Regions from separate parts of the Mus musculus genome. Here all the other regions are linked to region 1. The links are chromatin contacts, called in public Hi-C and HiChIP or PLAC-seq maps. All regions are on one chromosome and are shown on one strand. Each heading gives the region's core, a stretch centred on a gene start, on an enhancer-like site or on the middle of the called end of the contact. The rest is flanking DNA. Distances are from core to core; before and after follow the strand shown.

What was found. Hi-C and Micro-C count contacts between places; a contact is called where the count stands out from the background. HiChIP or PLAC-seq counts read pairs in DNA pulled down with a chosen protein or histone mark.
Region 2: an H3K4me3 HiChIP or PLAC-seq map of neural progenitor cells shows a contact between it and region 1, with 7 times the contacts expected there. The contact joins the enhancer-like site here to the promoter of Neto2 in region 1. A contact is called at or near these places in 14 of 39 promoter capture datasets (the 3T3-L1 cell line, the C10 cell line, the HPC-7 cell line and 8 more), 4 of 115 datasets of contacts at active chromatin or transcription factors (astrocytes, embryonic forebrain, neural progenitor cells and 1 more) and 4 of 9 other capture datasets (adipose tissue, embryonic stem cells, liver and 1 more).
Region 3: a Hi-C map of cerebral cortex shows a contact between it and region 1, with 5 times the contacts expected there. The contact joins the enhancer-like site here to the promoter of Neto2 in region 1. A contact is called at or near these places in 14 of 39 promoter capture datasets (the 3T3-L1 cell line, 3T3-L1-derived adipocytes, the HPC-7 cell line and 8 more), 3 of 15 datasets of contacts at CTCF or cohesin (embryonic stem cells, large pre-B cells and stem cell-derived epiblast-like cells), 8 of 484 Hi-C or Micro-C datasets (the HPC-7 cell line, cerebral cortex, cortical neurons and 3 more), 5 of 115 datasets of contacts at active chromatin or transcription factors (bone marrow-derived macrophages, embryonic stem cells, neural progenitor cells and 1 more) and 2 of 9 other capture datasets (adipose tissue and embryonic stem cells).

What each region holds. Positions count from the first base shown.
Region 1 is chr8:85,699,152-85,703,837 of GRCm38.p6, reverse strand. It overlaps Neto2 (neuropilin (NRP) and tolloid (TLL)-like 2), which reads left to right and starts at 2,914. Exons shown (of 9, transcript NM_001357288.1): 1 at 2,914-3,197. The coding sequence starts at 3,164. It overlaps Mir8109 (microRNA 8109), which reads right to left and starts at 2,933; the gene lies at 2,817-2,933.
Region 2 is chr8:85,924,805-85,929,389 of GRCm38.p6, reverse strand. The region is part of intron 8 of Phkb (phosphorylase kinase beta); the gene reads right to left. Among named protein-coding and RNA genes, the nearest start is that of Phkb, 86 kb to the right of the region's middle. Within about 2 kb of position 3,044, at least 43 of the 459 cell types and tissues checked have an H3K27ac peak or open chromatin away from gene starts, as enhancers often do. A contact at or near this core is called in adipose tissue, astrocytes, neural progenitor cells and 1 more, where this site is marked.
Region 3 is chr8:85,450,543-85,455,202 of GRCm38.p6, reverse strand. No RefSeq gene overlaps it. Among named protein-coding and RNA genes, the nearest start is that of 4921524J17Rik, 20 kb to the right of the region's middle. Within about 2 kb of position 1,447, at least 35 of the 459 cell types and tissues checked have an H3K27ac peak or open chromatin away from gene starts, as enhancers often do. A contact at or near this core is called in cerebral cortex, cortical neurons, neural progenitor cells and 1 more, where this site is marked.

The DNA of each region.
Region 1 (4,686 bases), core at 1,665-4,164:
CCTTGTTTTGCAAGGTCTTTGTAGCCTTGGCCTGAGACTCGCTGTGTAGATCAGGTTGACCTGAACTCAAAGAAATCCACCTGCCTCTGCTGGGATTAAAGGTGTGTTCCATCCAGTACAGCCTAGACAACATGATTAAAATGTTACATGTGACTTGGTGAGAGAAAGCCAGATCTGAACTTCAGGAATAATCCTGTGAGAATCTGCAGAGACTGTGTATATGTCTAAGACTGGCGGTGATACTAGAGAAACAAGAGTCCTCAGGTAATGTGACTGGCTGCTTGCTACTGGGTGTTCTCAGAAAATAATAATTCAGCTCAGAGAAGGCAGGCAAAGTGCTCTCCTTCTGACTTAGCTAACATATGCAACAAGGTGGTCTCTGCTATGCTCTGGGCTTTACTACCTTCCTTGAAATTTTCACTACAATACATCTAAAAGACAGCTGTCTGAAGGCACAGAGAGAGGAGCACCAAATCAGCGTTCTCAACTGAAGTCTACTCCCAAGGCGAGACAGCAGTCTGAGATTCCATCAACATGATGCTATCAGCATACACTACAAAGCTTAGCGAGTACCAAGCATCCACCTTATGAATTACCATGGTTTCTCTAACCTATCCCCTCAGCCACCAGATTGATCTTCACAGGACTCCATGACTCCACTAAAAAAAATGATTGCCCTGGACTAAGAACCAAACTACAACCTCCATGCCTGACATTCAAACAAGTCCAGTCAACCCTCCGAATCCTGACCTCTCAGCATCCAAAGGTTCAACCAGTACTGGAACAAGCAACCTTCTCTAAGTGTCTGTATGGAATACGTGCAGATCTTCCTCCTACTGTTATCCCCCAACCAAATACTGTATAATCACTGTGCTCAGTATTGTAGTTAATCTAGAGGTGATTGAAAGCCTGAAGGAGGATATGCGTAGCTTACATGCTCACGGTTTCCTATTGTAGTGGCTATTTCTGGTTGTCAACTTGACAATATTTGGAATGAACTACTATCCGGAATTGGAAGGCTCACCAGTGACCCTTATCTGGAGGCTTGGAGATCCTTATCTGGATCTTGGTTTGAAGATCTTGAGCCATAGTGGCTATGGATTCCAGAAGATTGAATCTCCGTGTTTAAGGAACACACCTTTAATCTGGGCTACGCCTTTCATCTGGGATTAAAGGTGTGGCGGAACACACCTTTAATCTGGGCTACACCTTCTGCTGGAGACAATATAAGGACATTGGAAGAAGGGAGTCTTGCTCTTGCTCCTGCTCCTTCGCCTGCTTGCTACGTGAGACTGAGTAACTGCTAGATCCTTGGACTTCCATTCACAGCTGCGACTGAACAATTGTTGGGAATTGAGCTGCCGACTGTAAGTCATCAATAAATTCCTTTATTATCTAGAGACTATCCATACGTTCTGTGACTCTAGAGAACCCTGACTAATACACCTATGAAGACCTTGACATGTGTCAGGAGGATTAAGAGACAGACATCCTAAAACCAATGGAGAGATGAGTGCATCTCCACATTCAAAGTCCACATTCTCTTTAATCTTTAGTTTCTGATGACACTTGTCCCAAATTCCCTGCTCACACTTGCATCTTACCTGACACTTGACAATCATGACTACACCCCTCCTCTTCACTTGCCATCCAAACATTTTCCATCTTCTTTCTCCCCTTTTTCATGGAGCGTTCTCTGATGACATCATACAGGCTGTTTTTTGTTTTTTGGGTTTTTTTTCTTTTCCTCCATCAACAACTATGCATTGTTGATCCAGAAACTCAAAGGGCTTCCCAGTTTCTTTATCCACTCTTGCCCAGGACTTAAACTGAATTATTAACTGCTGTCCCCATTTATCATTATTTTATTTGTGGAAAAGGTTCTAAAATGCCTTATTCACTGGTTCCTGGGTGCAATTTTAATTTAACTGCAGGTGATCACCTTATAAGCCCCAAATCACACATCTTTCATAACCACTGAAGCACACAGCAAAGGGCTAAACAACTTTATGCTAATAGGTGTTAATTGGTTTTATTTATAAACTTGTTAATTGCTTATACTTCTGTGACTTTCTTAGAGCGATCCAAGAAAAGAAAGAATGTGACACCCTTGGAATATTTTGTTCAGTTGCTGGACGTTCTAATTAGCCATAATTTGCTAGATAAACATTTATATATCAGATCAATTACGGTAGGGACTTAATATTGGTAGGCCCCCCAATACCAGTCATTGTTATATGCACATAACTCAAACCAATAAATGACTGTAGCCCGCCTGCATTCAAGTCATTTCTATTTCAGTAGGATGAAGCAGCTCTGCCAGCAAGACAATTTCAATGCACAAGAGCTGGAGGAAGACGAGATCATGCACAAACTATCCAAGGCACATATAATTCCTTTCCGGTGGCGCTCAGCGGTCCGTCTGTACGGCTGTGGTTAGGGGTGGCCTTGGGGAGACCCAGTCTGCATTCAGTCGCGCCTGTCTCTGCAGCTAGAACAAAGTTTCACTTTTCTGGCTGGCGTGGAGCTTTCAGCCCACTGTGGCGAGGACTGGGAGTGAGGATTCCTCAAGCAGCGCTGTGCCTGGCAACTGTTGGAGAAGGTTCAGTAGGTGCAACAACCCTTACTGCTGGCCGGGGGAACTCACCCGGGCACCTCCAGGGCCCCCGCGGGGGTCTCCCTTCCACCGAGATCAGCAAGGCTGAGCAGACGTTTTCAAGCACCTGAGCTTGAGGTCCTCCGAGAGGGGATGGAAAAATCGGACCTGGGGAGCTCAAGGCTTCGAGAAGACACCGGCAGGGAGGGGTGGGCCGCGCGCGAGGCCCGGGAAGCGAGTGGCGGGCGGGGCACGCGGGAGGGCGGGGCTGCGCGTGCGCAGTGGCCCCGCGGCCGGCACGCGGCGCTGCGCTCGCTGCTTAAATGAGCCGGGGCTCCCGGCGCGCGCCACTTCAAGGGAGCCCGCCGCGGGAGCGTCCGCCGCTGGCTTTCCTCAGCCCGCCGAGAGGCGGCGGCCGTCGGGGACCCGGCACGGCGGGCCGAGGCGCTGCGCCCGCTGCTAGGAAGCGGCGGCGGCCGGCGATGGGGACGGAGCGAAGCTACCCCGCCGGGCCGTGACCACCGCGCCGCCGCCTCGGGCGCTCTCGGAGCGCCGACGCTGAGGAACATGGCCCTGGAGCAGCTCTGCGCGGTCCTCAAAGGTAAGCGCGGGTGCGGGCAGCGCCCCCTTGCGGGCCAGGCCGCGCTCCGCTCCGCTCCGCCGCCGCCTTCGCGCCCTTTGTCTGGGCCAGGCCGCCCGCCGCCGCTGCGAGCTCGCTCCGGGGGACGCCGGCGACTCCGCGCCTTGCAAAGTGTGCGAAGCGAAGGCCGGTGGCCCCAGGTTGCCACCGCAGAAAGTGGTAGCACACAAACCACGAAAGCCCCAACTCCGACGCGCCGCAGCGGTTTCGGAGAAGCCCCCAATGTCCGCGCCTCCCGCGGGTCCCACCTGCTGCGGCCGGGAGGCTGCGGCACCACTGCGGGCTCGGGGCTGCGCGGCGGCCCTGCATGCCCCCCGCGCCCCGCGCCCCGCGCTGCCTTCCCGGGATCGCCGAGTCCCGCTGCCTCATGAGTCCTGTGCGGAGGATGCACGGGTCGGCAGCGGCCGGCGAGCTGACAGCATCGAGCTCCTAAAGCCACTGAGAGGCTGCCTCTCCGCGGAGGTGCTGTTTCAGATAAATATTTCTAGATGGTTTACATTGAGAGGCAAAGTTTATTCCAGAACTCGTCCTGGATTGATCCTTTCATAAATCTCAAGAAAAAGCACCGCCTTTCAGCAAATGACTTCCTTTTCCCCAAATGATTTAATTGCAAATGAATAATATCTGAATGGGTTTTTTTTTTTAAATCCTCTTATATTAAGAGAGAAAGTATGACAGTGTTAAAATACTGGCGCTTACATTTTTAGCACTGAATCCTGATATTTGCACAATTACACATTTTGGTGTTTTCCTGGTACGTGTTAACACCTTATTTTCAAATTTGTTTTGTTAGAAAGTTCAGTGGAACTTTTTGTTGTTCTTGAACTAACAACGTTTTAGACAAACTTCATAATTGGACAAATATTCATAAATTACTAATTGACGTTACAGCCATTTAATTTAAATATTTACCTACCTAACTATATGCATATCAATACTTTTATGTTCAGACTGTGCCAAGATAACCACTAACCTTCTAGCCAGTGAATATTTATTTCAGTTAATCCATAAATTCTTAATAATTTTATTATATAAAAACAAATAAAAAATTCTGTAGCTGCTTTAACTCCTGATTATGTAGTTATTTCCTTGGAAATTAACATTTTGTTTCACTCTTTAATAATAAATGAACCACATGCACAAATGGATTTCTGCTGCTTTAGAGGAATTCTCTTCATTCTAATTGTGAACCCACCATAGTAGGGTTGCCAGCATCATAATGACACGACTATATGAGAGTAGCCTCCCGCAACACTCAGTTGGATCTGTTACACAGCTTTACCTGCAGAACTCAAGGAAACTGAATTGGATAGGGCAATCTCCAGAGGTACTCAAGGAATTGCAGCTCCGCTGCCTGTGCCTTTTCAGTGGGTACACACTGCCCTCTCTGGCCAGTGTGGATTATTGCGCCTATCCAGAAACTCCGTGCTGATGACTGAGCTCCAGTGAA
Region 2 (4,585 bases), core at 1,795-4,294, 230 kb before region 1:
CGTCACTGTATTTTTAAGAGTGAGAAAAGTGTTTCAGTGAAGACAGTCTGTAACAAATGTTGCTGGGAGCTCAGTATCTAGACAGGCAAATAAAGAGAAAGTCTCTCAATCTCAACCTAAGCTTCACACTTTATATCAAATTACCTGAAAGTGGATCATGAATGTAAAACTATGAAACTGGGGGGGGGGGGGGAAGGGTGGGGGGGAAGGGGCGGAAATCTCCAGCAAAGACTAGGCAAAAGTTATAAAACACAAATAAAGCATCAAACATAAAATAAAGAATGGCTGAACTGGTTTTCACCGGAATTAAAAATGTTTCCTTTACAAAAGCCTCTATTAGTATTAGAACAAGCAGGGTGGAGAGATGACTCAGCAGCACAGACTGCTCTTCCAGAAAGTTTGGTTCCCAGAACATACATGGCAGCCCCAACCATCTGTAACTCCAGTGCCATGGAACCCAAAGCCTTGTCTGACCTCTGCAGGCTCTTGTATGCAGGTCGCACAAACACATATATATAACATTTTTTAAAGATTAGGATATAAGCTGTGGGTATAACTCATGCCAATGTACATGAGGTCCTAGGTTCAATCCCTATTACCTCAATAAATAAATAAAGAAGTACTGGCATATAGAGTATATATAAAGGACTCTCAAGATTTGGAAAAAAAAATCTAACTAAAGCATTGACAAAAATATAGAGAGAAATATTTTTACCAAAAGGGATATATAGGCCACAAATAAACACATAAAAGCTGTCAACATTATCAGCCAATAGGAAATCAAAATAAGATCAGAATTAGGCATCATTATAAGCCAGCCAGAGAAGCTAAAATAGAAACTACTGATGATACCAAGACAGAAACAAACTGCATCATTCTTGCTGGTGTAAATGCAAGTTCATATAGGCATTCTAGAAAAATTTGGAATTTTCTGAACAAAAACTGTATAACTATAATATGCATATATTACATATAATGCATATAATAACTAAGCAAATAATGTCCAATACTATGCATTAAACCCAGAAAAATTTCACTGCAGATAAAAACCTATATGAAACATTGTCTCCTTTTGTGATGCTTGTGTTTTAAGCCCCAGACTTAAGAACCACCATGTAATCCTATATCACAAGTGCCCCACTTAGCTTCTTTCTAACCATCGACAGTAGTTCCTATTAAGTAAGGTCCCTGAACTACATCGAGTTTATTTCTGCACATAGTATGAGGTGAGATACAGATCTATTGGTTTACATGTGGATATCCATTGGTTCCAGGACTCCACACTGAAAAGACTGTTTTTAATTGGGTCATTGTACTATCAAAATGAATTGACCCCATATGAATGGATTTATTTCTGGACTGTTAATTCTATTGATCTCAATGTTTGTTTGTATAGACAAATCATACAATCTTAAATTACTGTAGCTTTGTAACTAGTCTTGTTTTCATGGGGGGGTGGATTTTATCTTTTTATTTTTTTGACTTAGGGTCAAATGCACCCCAAGCTAGCCTTAAATTCACTATGTAGCCATGGTCTTGAACTCTTAGTCCTCCACACAAGTGGACGAGGGGTGGGTGGGGACAGGAACAGGAGGCATCAAGTTCAGGGAGGCGAGATAGAGAGTGTATACTACAAGAGACTACTGTAATTGGTTATCTCAGGGACAAGCTAGAAACCTAGTGTAATGGAAACTCCCAGGTACCTCTAGCTAAGACTCCTAGCAATAGGGGATATGGAGCCCGAATAGGAATTTGGACACCAACCCAGCCACAAAACCTTCAAGCTACAATTTGGTAAGATGTGCTGGGGTAAAGGTGATGCAGAAATTGTGAAAGTGGCCAACAATGACTGGTCTAGCTTGAGACCCATGCCATGAGAGGGTGTTCAACCCTGACATTGCTAGGACCCAGAGGTCAGATAGCCCAACTGTTATCAAGGAGGCTTTATCCAGCAAAGATGGAAGCAGATGCAGAGATTTATAGCCAAACATTAGGCAGAGCTCAAAGAATCCTGTGGGAGAGGGAGAAGAAGGATTGTAGACACCAGAGACATCAAGGACACCACAGGAAATCTCACAGAATCAACCAACCTGGGCTGTTATGGGTTGAGACTGAACTGACAACCAAGAAACCTGCATGAGTCTGACCTAGGCTTTCTGCATATTTATTACAGTTGTATAGCTTGGTCTTCCTGTGGGATTCCTAACAGTGGGAACAAGGGCCTTTGAGACACTTTCCTCCTACTGGGAAGGTGCATCCTCTTATTGCAACTCGGTATGCCATGTCTGGTTGATCTCCATGGGAGGCCTGCCCTTTCCTGAAGAGAATAGCAGGAAGAATAGATGGGGTGTGGAAGTGTGGAGGAGGAACTGGGAGGACAGGAAGGAGGGGAAACCGCAATCTGGATATAATATCTGAGAGAAGAATAAAATAATAATTAATAATAATAATAGAATCAAAAAGAAAGAAAGAAAAAATACCAAGCAGTTGCCTTAAACAATGAATGCCATAGGAATAACACGGTCACTAAAGGAATCTTAAACTGCTACATATCTAATATTTTACTGTTTTTTACTTTACTAAAAAACAAGGAGAACACAATATAAACAATATAAACCTTAAAAAGTAAATATCAATTTTAATTGTTTTACTTTTCATTCATCCTTAATCTCAAACACCAGAATTACTGATGAAGCAAGGTGAGGATTTGGTCGAACATAAGAGTCTATTTATAAGTTAATGCTCAGAAAACTTTTCCCCAAGGTTAGGCCTTAGGATTCAACGGATACTTTATAAGTAAAACTTGAATCTTCACCAAAATGAAGAAGTTATAGGTTTAAATGCAACCCCAGAGGCAATGTGAAATTAGCTGGATGTGTAACTGGGAGTTGAGAACTGCCGTGGCTATAAATAGATACTGAAGTGCTCTTTGAGCATTTAATACAGGCCTTGGAGAATGATCAGCAGAGAGAGAGAGAGAGAAAGAACATAGTCTAGTATCACCCTAGTTGTCCCAGGAGATGCTGAAAGAACTGCTCAGACCTAAAAAAAGCCAAATCAGTGAAAAAGCACAGGGAACTAGCCTGGGCCCAGCCAACAGTTACTTAGGCAACACTTGAAGAGAAGTGGTGAATTTGGAGTGATTAATAGAGCCTTCTGCGGAAGCCCGGAAAGGGTGAGGCTGTGCTTAGACTAAAACAACAACAATCTGGGCTTTATCTAAAAAATATTAAGTGAGTTTAGCCTATAGAGGAGTTGAATGTCAAGATGTGAACAAAAATAACCTCGGAGCCACAGTCTAGTGGGGTTTATTTTTCACCCTGATGTTCTTAACCTGGAATCTAGTTCTGACTCTATCATTAAGTTAAGAGGGAAAAATCATACACCCCTCCAAGTTTGTTTCCCTCTGTAAAGGAACTGATGCTTCTAGGTGATTTAAATATATACTCTATAGCTCTTCAGTACCACAGACTGCAACTGTTAAAGGACTGGCCAAGAGTAGATGTCAAAGAGTAGGACTGTAGTTTCTGAACACCAGAAAGGTGTGTTTTTGTGGTTCAGGGATAGCAGTCTTCCTGCATACAAAGTACAACTTAGAGGAGTGTTACCCAGTGTGCCAACAGAAAGGAGAGCCAAAGTTCTAAGGCAACAGTCATAGGCTCCATCCCCAATCCTTCTGCTATAGCAACTGGAAAGCACAGACATAGAGGGAATGGCAAAGAGTCAAAAAAAGAAGGAAAGTATAAATACTTACCACATGGATTACAGAAAGATAGATCCCTGACTCAAGAGAATCGCAGTGACCAGGAGTTGACAGCAATGTTTTTTGGGTTTTTTTTTAGAGAGGCCCTCCCTCCCACAAGCCTGAACCTTGCCAAGTCTACCAGGTCTGACGAGCAAGCCCCAAGGATGTACACACCTTTGCCTCCCCAGTGTACCACCATATCCTACACTTTAACATGAGAGGCAGTTATCAAAACAGGTTCAAATAATTCTAAGGCAAATGAGCAATCTCCCCAAACCCAGCAAGAGATCTTCTTACTGAAACCCTATCTAGAAAAGCTAAGGATGTGATCTCAATGGGAGTCAGATAAATGGTTAAATCATCAGGTAGGACTTAAGTAGTTGTGGTGGGTTGAATGAGAATGGCTCCCATGGGCTTAAATGTTTGAATGCTTAGTCATCAAAGAATGATAATGTTTGGGAAAGCTTATGAGTTGTGGCCTTGGAGGATTTATGTCCTTGGGGTTGGCCTTTGAAGTTTCAAAAGCCTAAGCCAGGGCCCTCTCCCCCACTCCACCCTGTTGCCTGAGGATCAGGAATTTAAAGTTCTCAGCTACTGCTCCAGAGCCATGCTTCCCACCAAAATAATGGATTAAAGCTCTGAAACTGAATGCAAGTTCCAATTAAATGCTTTCCTTTATGAGGGTTTCCTTGGTCATAGTGTCTTCACAGCAATAGAACAGTGACCAAGACACTAGTATTTTTTTTTTTACAGTGATATAAAAGAAACAGCAATTCAGTAGAAAACATACTTAAAATTTTTATCTTTTCTCAGGCTAGAAATATGTGGTACAATTAGATT
Region 3 (4,660 bases), core at 198-2,697, 250 kb after region 1:
AAGCATTTATTTATTCAACAAGTCTATAAAAACCCATTAAGAACAAAAGCCTATGGCCAAGCTCGGGTCCGTTCCTGCTTCCCTCCAGCTCACCTGGGCCGGGGCACCACTCCAGGCTGCGATGGCAAAGAAGGCAGGGCTTCCTCTGTTGTCTCCTGAAGGAGGGCTGCTGTGAGTCACGTGGGGAAGCAGACACCAGCTACCCCTGTAGCACATACTCTGGCTCCCAGTGAGTGAACCTGGCCAAGGAGTCTGGGGCTCTGCTTCTCTCCCCAGCCCCTGTCAGGAGAGCTGTAAATCATATCTAGACAGTATTGCCTAATCGGGGGTTACTTAGAAGGAAGCTGATACCCTGGATCGGAAGGAAGTTATGGATGGTTGTAAGCCACCATGTGGGTGCTAGCACCTGAACTCAGGTCCTCGCAAGAGCAACTCCTGCCCCTAACTGATGACCCATCTCTCCAGTTCTTGGGGACGGGGTGGGGGTGGAGGGAGGTGTCAAATTTTTCTTTCTTTGCATGGCTTTATGTAGTTGTCCTGTCAGAATTCATTGAGTGATCTATTCTTTGCCTATGAATGGTCTTGAGTTATTTGTCAAACATCACCTGACTCTACGTGTGAACAGCTGTTCACATACATTATTCTATTATTCTACATTATTCACATACTCTATTTCACCGACTCTTCACCTCTCTTTGTCTCACTGCTATGCTATCTTGCTTATCATGGTTTTCTACTAAGTTTTAAATCCAGTGTGAACATTCCTTTTGTTTTTAACAGTAAAAAAATATTTACTTCTGTATGAGTGTTTTATCTACATATGTGTGTGTGCATCACACATGTACCTGTATGAGTGTTTTGTCTACATATGTGTGTGTGCGTCACACATGTACCTGTAAGAGTGTTTTGTCTACATATGTGTGTGTGCATCACACATGTACCTGTATGAGTGTTTTGTCTACATATGTGTGTGTGTGTCACATATGTACCTGGTTCCCTAGGAGGCAGAGGAGGTGGTTGGGGTCCCTGGAACTGGAGTTACAAAGAGCTGTGAGCTGCTGGGGTGGTGGGGGGAAGGGGCAGGGGAGAGACAGGGGAGGGGGAGGTTTTCTGAGAACTGTATCCATGTCTTAACTCTGAGCCATCTTTCCAGTCCTGAATCTTTTTAAGATTAGTGAAACTTTTCCTTTTCAGAACTGGTCACCTACTGTAACCAGACAGGACTTCCTGTGAAGAGAGAGGGGCATCAACCCACCCACAAAACCTTCAACCCAAAATGTGTTCTGCCTACAAGATACACAGGGATAAAGATGGAGCAGAGATTGAGGGGACGGCCAACCAGTGACTGCCTAACTCGAGACCCATCCCATGGGAGAGAGCCAACCCCTGCCACTATTGACACTCGGCTATGCTTGCAGACAGTGTGACTCCTTGACAACAGTGTGCCTCGTTATGGTTTTATGAAACCAGTTAACAGTCTTCCTCCAAGGTCTCTGCTTCAGTCCCTGCCTCCAGGAAATGCCCTGCTTGTGTTTCTGCTCTGACTTCCCCCAGTGATGGAATGTTACCATGGAAGATAAAATAAATCTTTCCCACATCAAGCTGCTTTTGGGCATGTTTTATCACAGCAACAGAAACCTAAGTCTCATTGAAGAGGCTCTAGCCAGCCTGAGCTAATTAACATGCCCAATTAAAATTCAACAGCTCATTCCAACATAAGGTTTCCCCTTTCACCCTTATAAACTACCATTTGCCTGTGGGCCATGTCTGTCTCCTCTCTATTCAGAGGTAGTCTCTTATTCCCCTAGGACAGATATCCCTCCCCTTTCCTTTGTTCCCTTCCCCTTTTCCCTCAACCTCCTTCTTCTTCTAACTCTGTCTCTTATTATTCCGGCCCTCTGTCTCTCTGGGTTATGCTAAGAACTTGGTTTTGGGGCACGCTGTGCCTATACCAGTCCTTTCACGCATGGTCTGGCCTCAGTACCCCTCCATGATGGTTACCATTGGCCAGAGTGTGACACAGTTGACTTCTAGATTCCTTTTTTTTTTTTTTAAAGATTTATTTATTGTTATATGTAAGTACACTGTAGCTGTCTTCAGACACACCAGAAGAGGGCATCAGATCTCATTGCGGATGGTTGTGAGCCACCATGTGGTTGCTGGGACTTGAACTCAGGACCTTTGAAAGAGCAGTCAGTGCTCTTACCTGCTGAGCCATCTCACCAGCCCCTGACTTCTAGATTCCAAAGGACCTTACATTAAGGCAGTGGAACGGAACCTGAGGCTCTTGCATTCGACCCTTTCTCTTACTGCTTCGGTTACATCACTTTTCATTTCAGGCTCCAGTTCTTCATAAAAACACTCCCCAATTGTTTCCTAGATCTAATCCCACTCCTGATTTGCTGTGGTCATCTCTCTCTCTCTCTCTCTCTCTCTCTCTCTCTCTCTCTCTCACACACACACACACGCACACGCACACGCACACGCACACGCACACACACACACTTGTCACCACACATGTCTCACACACACAAACGCTGCTTTCTCTCATAAGTGTATGCTGCCTTTCCGCAACTAAAGATCAGCCTCTCCGGGGGTGGGGCTGGGGACCCGAGTGGGGGCGGGAGCGGGGGCGGGGCGGGGGCGCTGTCTCTGTCTGCCTGCTGGCGAGGACAGCTGCCAGAGCTTCAGGCTTTCCTTCTCAGCAAACCTGCTAAGCAAACCCTCTGCTCCTGTAGATCCTGAGGCTTCTGGCTGCTGCTTTGCTCCCTCTGAGCGTTCTTGCCACATCCTGCTGCTCTTTCCTGCTCCCCAGGCTTTTTCTTAAAAAAAAAAAAAAAAAAAAAAAAAAAAAAAGCAGTCAAGAGGCCATCCCCTTGCTTGGGCACCTGGTCCAGACCTGCCTCCAAGGATCTCCAGGAGAAACCACTGTACCTGGAGTTTAACTTTTAGATCAAAGCAAGTACTAAATTCTCAGCCCCTGGAAAACAGAAAGGCTACTCCCACCTTGGCTGTCTTTACTGCTCTTAGTGCTGAGCTCAACACCATTACTTTTTGGGGGGTGGGGGGAGGGGCCGTGAGACTGGATTTATCTGGACATTAAAGGCTATGCTCACAACCAAAAAATATAAGAAACAGACTTTCTCTAAGTAGCTCTGGCTGTCTGGAACTCGTTCTGTAGACTAGGCCTTGAACTCCAAAATCCTCCTGCCTCTGCCTCCAGCGTGCTGAGATTAAAGGTATGTACCAGCACCACCTGGCCATATATATCATATACTACAAAGCTCATCTCTATTCAATCCACAGAATTCCAAACTGCTGCTCTAGCTTACCAAAATGTCTTTTGTCACACTGTTTCTTTCTGCCCCCACTCTTGCTCCCCAGACCCTCCTGCAACACCGCTTTTAGTTGCCATAAAAAGGTGTTTCAGAGAAAACTGAGTTAAACTGACCAAATTCACACCACACCACACATACACACACACACACACCTCTACAGAGGAAGTTATTTCCATATCTCACTCTGTCTGCCCAGATATAAAGTTTCACACATTCCTCTGCCCCTCAATGGTTAAATGTGATCATGTCCAGCTGAGAAAATGGTTTACATTAAAGTATCTCTATAAAAACTTATATGGGCTGGCGAGATAGCTCAGCGGTTAAGAGCACTGACTGCTCTTCCAAAGGTCCTGAGTTCAAATCCCAGCAACCACATGGTAGCTCACAACCATCTGTAATGAGATCTCATGCCCTCTTCTGGTGTGTCTGAAGACAGCTACAGTGTACTTACATATAATAAATAAATAAGCCAGGCGTGGTGGCGCATGCCTTTAATCCCAGGACTCGGGAGGCAGAGGCAGGCAGATTTCTGAGTTTGAGGCCAGCCTGGTCTACAGAGTGAGTTCCAGGACAGCCAGGGCTGTACAGAGAAACCCTGTCTCGAAAAAACCAAAAAATAAACAAACAAACAAATAAATAAATAAATATTTTTAAGAAACTTATAAAGGATGGTTATACTATAGTTCTTATGATATATATAATATATGTTGCATATATATACATATACATATATATATATATATATAGTTATGAATCTTAAGGTCAAGATTCTGTTACATCCAGATAAAATTGAGTCCTGACTCTTTATTTACAAGATTTTGTAGATTTTGTAAGTATTGATTTCTGAGTGATGTTGATAAAATCTTATTAGTGTATATAAAACTGTCTTTTAAAAACAGAGATTTTGCTTTGTTCTTTTACTAGAGATAGTTAAAGCCTGTAGTGTAATTTCTGCAAGTATTGTTTGTCTGGATTTTACACCAATCCTTGGACTGGTGGTTGATGGTCATTGTTTCAACCTGAGCGTGCATCTCCCCAGCAGCAGCTCTTCTAGAACAAGGCCCTGGACAGTGAAGCTTCTCCAGAAGGCCTTCCAGTGCTCTCTCTTTTCTAACAAAGACATGCCAGATAGCTTACTTTTCTAGTCCTGTGATTAAACTCCACGGCCAAAGCAACTTATAAAAAGAAAGGTTTGTTTTAGGCTTACGGTCCCAGATGAATAAATCCATCACCACGTGACCAGGAAGTATAGGAGGCAGGCATGGCAGCTGAAGTAGCTGAGGGCTGAGGGCTTACATCTCCAACCACAAACAGGAAGCTGA